Regions from separate parts of the Sus scrofa genome. Here region 2 is linked to region 1. The links are chromatin contacts, called in public Hi-C maps. All regions are on one chromosome and are shown on one strand. The core of a region is the stretch at or near the end of the contact, and the rest is flanking DNA. Distances in the headings are between cores, read along the strand shown.

The links. A called contact is a pair of places that touch in the nucleus more often than the background predicts.
Region 2: a contact with region 1 is called in a Hi-C map of liver, with 3 times the contacts expected there. The contact joins the promoter of SLC25A11 here to the promoter of INCA1 in region 1. A contact is called at or near these places in 2 of 5 promoter capture datasets (fetal skeletal muscle and liver), 8 of 47 Hi-C or Micro-C datasets (blood, heart right ventricle, liver and 3 more) and 2 of 2 datasets of contacts at active chromatin or transcription factors (alveolar macrophages and skeletal muscle).

Annotation. Positions count from the first base shown.
Region 1 is chr12:51,922,345-51,925,044 of Sscrofa11.1, reverse strand. INCA1 (protein INCA1) reads right to left here and starts at 1,281. Exons shown (of 6, transcript XM_021067760.1): 1 at 1,171-1,281. The coding sequence starts at 1,279. KIF1C (kinesin-like protein KIF1C) reads left to right here and starts at 580. Exons shown (of 23, transcript XM_021067761.1): 1 at 580-810.
Region 2 is chr12:51,969,374-51,972,073 of Sscrofa11.1, reverse strand. SLC25A11 (mitochondrial 2-oxoglutarate/malate carrier protein) reads right to left here and starts at 1,280. Exons shown (of 8, transcript XM_021067766.1): 1 at 1,019-1,280; 2 at 264-416; 3 at 1-177. The coding sequence starts at 1,113. It overlaps RNF167 (E3 ubiquitin-protein ligase RNF167), which reads left to right and starts at 1,263. Exons shown (of 10, transcript XM_003131906.4): 1 at 1,263-1,576; 2 at 1,714-2,217; 3 at 2,300-2,380. The coding sequence starts at 2,134.

The DNA.
Region 1 (2,700 bases), core at 32-2,531:
GGCCTGAGAGGGCACCCAGGCCTGAGGGGGCGGCTTGGGCCCGAGAGGGCGCCACGGGCCTGAGGGGCCTGTCAATCGTGAGGGCCAGGCAGAGACGAAGCGCCCGGGTGGCCGTGCCGCCGCTGAGTACACTTGGCCCCGGCACCTGAGGCAGCGGCGCGGCGAATTCTAGAACGATACGCCGGGCGCGGGGGAGGAGCGAGGCGGTGACTGGAGATGAGGGCGGAGCCGGTCAGCGGCGCGCGCCTGGGGGCGGGGCCTGCGCCGAACCACCTCCTGGGTGGGGCCCGGAGGGAGGTTCCGCCCCCTTTGCGCGCCTCCGACGGCGGCGGCGTGCGCGGGTCCGGGGCCTGGGTGCCCTGCGGGGTTCGACCCCACATTTCCCGGCTCCTCGGGTGCTGGCCACCCTCCAGCGTACTGGCATCCTGCTCGCCCTTCCGCGTCCGCAACTCAGTTTTCCCATCTCCGCCCGGTGGGCCCCGCGATCTCGAGGGCATTGCCCCTTTAACAGCATTCCGAGTCACTCCCAGACCCTCCTCGGGACGGCGCGCGCGCGCGGGCGCGCGCCCCCTGTCCCCCGCCCCTCGCTCCCGCCCCAGCTCGCGCTGCCCGGGCGGGCGCCGGCCGCTGGCGCCGCTACTGCTGTCGCCCCCGGGGCGTGAGTCCGCCGCCCACCGCCCGGGGACCCGGCGAGGGGCGGGGGCAGCCCCGAACCGGCCCCGGATCACCTCCGCTCCCCTTTCACGCTTCCCGGAAAGTTTGTTCCCTTTGCATTCTCCCCAGCCTCTTGGGGAGCCCCGCCGCGACGAGGTGAGAGTTGGGGGGGGCGAGGGAGGGGACACCCGCGAAGGAATGTGCGGAGCTGGGGGGCGGGGAGCCGGGGTCCCGGTTTGCACTACCCGGCGGGGGCCGGCTGGCCGCGAGAGCTTGGATCATGTGCTGTTTGTCCCGCGGAGGCGCAGAGAGGTGCCAGGCCCGGGGCGGCCGTCGGTTGGCTGGACAGGAGGACAGGGTCCTCATGGCCGCCCGGAAAGGCCGGGAGGGGGGGGGCTCTGTGTGAAACCTGCTGGCCGGGTAAGGTGCAGGTGGCCCGAGGCCCCCCCTTTCTGGTCACTCGGCCTCACTCCAGCCGGGACTTCTCCCTGTACCCCACTGCGCCTTTACACTCACCGGCCGAACCCTGTACCTCTGCCTTAGTCCTTAATCCGCCGTCCTCCAGCAGTGCTACCCCTTTCCCTGCCCCATTAGCCGCGCGGGCGGCACCATTGCGTGTCCCCATCAGTGTCCCTTCCCTCTCCTGGTCAGGGTCTGGGGGTCAGGGCTGTTCTTCCTGAGAAGGCCTCTTTGGTTTCCACTACTCCCTTCCTGTCCTGGGACAGACCAGCTCTCCCACCCCTCCCATGCCCTGGCCAGGAAGGCTGGTGAGGTGAGGCTCAGTATGACAAGGGTTTGAGGTCCTTTGGGACCACAGAAGGGGGCCCAGCATCCCTGATCTCTCTTCCCAACCCTCCACCCTGCTGTCCGTGGGCGTGGGCTGCTCAGCCTCTCCTCCCAGGGTGTGGGCACCCGATCACCCACATTCCTGGGCTCTAGCCTGGCACCTTCCCCAGCCCAGTGGACGCCATAGCACTAGCCCCAGGCTGGAGCTGGGACTGCCTGCTTTCCTTCATTCTTTCTTCCGGGGATCCTCAGGTGCCCTCCCTCCCATAAACCGTAGGTATCCTGGATCCCGCAACCGAGGAGCCCTGGGGCTTGGTTGGATGCTTACAGGATGACCCCACCCTCCCCTGCCCATTGTGCTGGATCCTGAGGAGGAAGTGCTGGGGGCTGGGCAAGGGGTTTGGGGCTTGCAGGCAGGCCCTGTGGATCCCAGTTCTGGGCTGTCCCTCTAGCCTGTGGACTTTGCCCCTTAGCAGTCTTGCCCTCTCTGTGGAGGTTTGGGGCCCTCGGTGCGAGCTGGTGTCTCCTTCTCCTTGGCTGGCCCTGTGGGGGAATTTTGAGGCAGGTCCTGTGCTTGGGGTTTTCTCTCATCTGCTTTCTCTTCTGGGCTCCCAGTTTGTGCTTTTTCCCTTCCCGTTGAACACTTCTGTGTTTGCTGTCCTCTTCGTCGCCCCTTCTTTCTTTCCTAGCATGACCTCTGTCTTGCCTTCTCTCTTGTCTCTCCCGTTTTCTTGGTGTCTGGGACTTTTGGCCCCTCCTCTTCCCGCTTCCCACCACCCTCAGTGTCTCGGCCCATGTGTCCCTCTCTCTGAATTGCCCTCTGTCCAGCCTCTCTCTCTCTCTCTCTTCTCTATCTGAACGGTCAGTGCACTTGTGAGTGACGAGGAATAAAAATATCACCCTCCCTGCCCTTGGATCCACATGGCATTTGGCTGCTGCAGAGGGCAGCTATCCTTACCTTTGCGAACATACCCCCTGCCCGTTGCCCTCCAACCCTGGAAGCCCAGGCACACCTCTGGAGCCACAGGTGCCTCCTAACCGCTCTTCCCCCACAACCAGGGTTTCCCCCACAGCCTCAGCTGGCGTGGCCAGGCCCCAAGTGTAGGATGGGGCTCCTCCTACGAGGGCCGGTGGCAGCCAGAACTGATACAGCCCCCCTGGTCTGGGGCCAGGACACCAGGTAACGCCGGGGTGACGGCCCAGGTCCCCGCAAGCTGGGATGTGGCTGGGGAGAGAGGCAGGAACCACCTCCGGGAGTCC
Region 2 (2,700 bases), core at 31-2,530, 47 kb before region 1:
ACCTCAGCTGGCGTTCCCACAAAGGCACCAGTTGCGCCTGCAGTCATGCCAATCAGGGCCTTCAGCAGAAAGCCAGGGGGTGTACCGTCAGCCCCAGTCAGGCGCTCAAACAGCACGGTATAGATACCAAGGCGAGTGGTGGTATAGGTGGCCTGGCGAAGCAGGCCAGCTGACAGCCTGGGGAGCGAAAGGGTCAGTGCATCAAGCCAAGGTCTGGAGCTGCCAACCCACACCCTACCTCCCCCATCATCTGGCCCCAGTACCCTGTATAAATGCCCCTCAGGCCTTCCGCCCTCAGGATGCTCGTGAGGGCATGGAAGCTGGTTTTGTACTCTCGTGTCTTGGCTCCTTCTCCACTCAACTGCATCCGGTTCTTCACCAGGTCCAGGGGCTGTACAAAAACTGTTGCTCCCATCCTGGGGAAAGAAAGGGGTGGAGTCAAGTGCCAGGTGTTCCAGATCTACCAATGCCCCCTGGAACCTGGCAACAAGAGGTCACAAAGGGCAGGGTCTGCCATGTGACTGACCAAGTTTTAGGAGGCTGGCGGACATGTGTACAAGAGTCTCCACATGTACCAAGAGCAATAAGTCTGAAAAGTCCAGGGGTCCAGTAGGGGCCATGCAAGAAAAGTGCTCCATGCAGCTCCAAGGGTGTCAAGCAGGGATCCCAGGACTGCATGCAGTCGGACCCAAAGAAGAGAGGTGGGCACTTATGACCTGGGATCCCACGTTGTCCAGCAGGAGCCATGCAATGACCTGGAACCCCAAACAGCCCCTCAGAGCCAAGCAATGGGTTGGGAAACTCAGGCGGCCCGGCAGGAGCCGTGCATGCAGCCCAGAAGGGACCCTGCGATGGGTAAAAAGATCCTGGTAGCCCATCATGGATCTCGCACTACGACGGGGACCGCGCTGACCCCGTGCCGGCTCGGTTCACTCTAACAGATCCAAAGATGAGCCGGGCCTGGTTGCTTGCATCCGTCCTTTCCTCCTCCTGTCCCATCCCTGGGGCCTGAGCTTACCCGGCCAGGCCCCCAAACAGGAACTTGACCGACTTAGGGGAGGTACGGGGCTTCGCGTCCATCCCACCGGCCCCGGGACTCGCCGTCGCCGCCATCGCCACTCAATGGCCCTCGGCTCCCGGTCCCGTGCGCGCGCGGCCCCGCTCGCGCCCAAGGTGACACTGCGCGCGCAACAGGGGCGAGGGCGCGCGCGCACACCCCTCCGGCTCTCAGGTCCAGCGCTAGCTGGAAGTTGGCGCAGGCGCGAGCGCAAGGGCAGCCGGGAGTAAGGCGGAGCTGAAGGAGGAGCTTCCAGAATGGGTGCGGGAAGGGGTGTGGCTGATTTAGGAAGCCAGAGCATAGGTGCAATTTTTATCGAATTGGAGTCGCGGGAACACAGAGAAGAGGGTTTCTGAAGATCTCGCGAGATCTCGTGAGCTTAGACTAGCCCGAGTTAGGCAGTCCCTCGCGGTAGGTACGGGAAGCTCTCAGCAGGTGGGAGGGATGTGTGTGGGAGAACTCTCGCGAGACGTGAAGATACGGCGGCGGCAGTGGCGGCGGCCAGAGGGAGGCGGAGAGGTTTGTAAGCCAGCCAGTTGCAGGATCCTGGGCACTAGAGGGGAAACAACCAAGCTGTTGCCTGGGGCTTCGGTGCTCCTTTCGTCTGTACAGGCACTCCTCTCACCTCTAATCTTTTCTTTTAACCGGACTTTTAGGACCGGAAGTCCTTCGTCTGGAGCGTCCAATGCTGGAAGCGGCCTGACCTTCTTTGCCGGAAACCCTCTTACAGGGAATGGGAATACGGCCCACCTGGCCGGAAGTCCCACCTCCGTGATCTCCCCCCACCCTTCCAGAAGTTTTTCTGTCACCTGGGCTTGCTTCTGTTCCTTTCCCCCGTTTTATTCCTATACCAGAAAAGGGTATTTTTAGTGTCGCCTTCCCGGCTCCACTAAGGGGGTTGGCTATCTCACTCCCCGAGTCGGGGGTCCTTCCCCTCGTCCCCATGTAGCTGAGAAGGGGGACCTGGGGGTGGTTGGACCCCTGGGACCCTGAGGAAGGGCCAGAGAGGGCGCAGAACTCCGCTTCTGCTCCTGCTATCGGGACGCGGCCTCCTCCGCCTCTCCCCTCCCGCTGCCATGCACCCTGCGGCCTTCCCGCTTCCTGTGGTTGTGGCCACTGTGCTGTGGGGAGTGGCCCCCAGCCAGGGGCTTATTCGAGCGGTGAGTCTGAGGGGCAGATGGGGGAAGGGCGCTGAAGGGGAGAGGTTGCAGGCTAAAGGAGAGACATGGACTCTTGCCGCAGATCTCGGACCACAATGCCAGCATGGACTTTGCAGACCTCCCAGCTCTCTTTGGGGCTGCCTTGAGCCAGGAGGGACTTCAGGTGATTTTCTTCCCTTTTTCCTGTTTCCCAAAATTTTCCCTCTTGGATGATTGAAGCTGGAGGTAGAAGAGTCAAGTTAGGAACTTAGCGCAAGAGCACATCTGGCCTGGTGGAATCCAGAATCGGAGGGAGGAGACAAAGTCTACTCCTAGAACTCTGAGCCTTATGAAGGAGACTGAAAGTGGACCAAGATAAAAGGCACCAGGGGTGGTGCTTATCAGTAGGGTCTCTAGAGCCAGTTATTGGTTTTTATGACCTTGGACAAGTTAATTATCTCTCTGGGCCTTAGTTTGTTTTACTGTAAAGATGGAATAACAGTA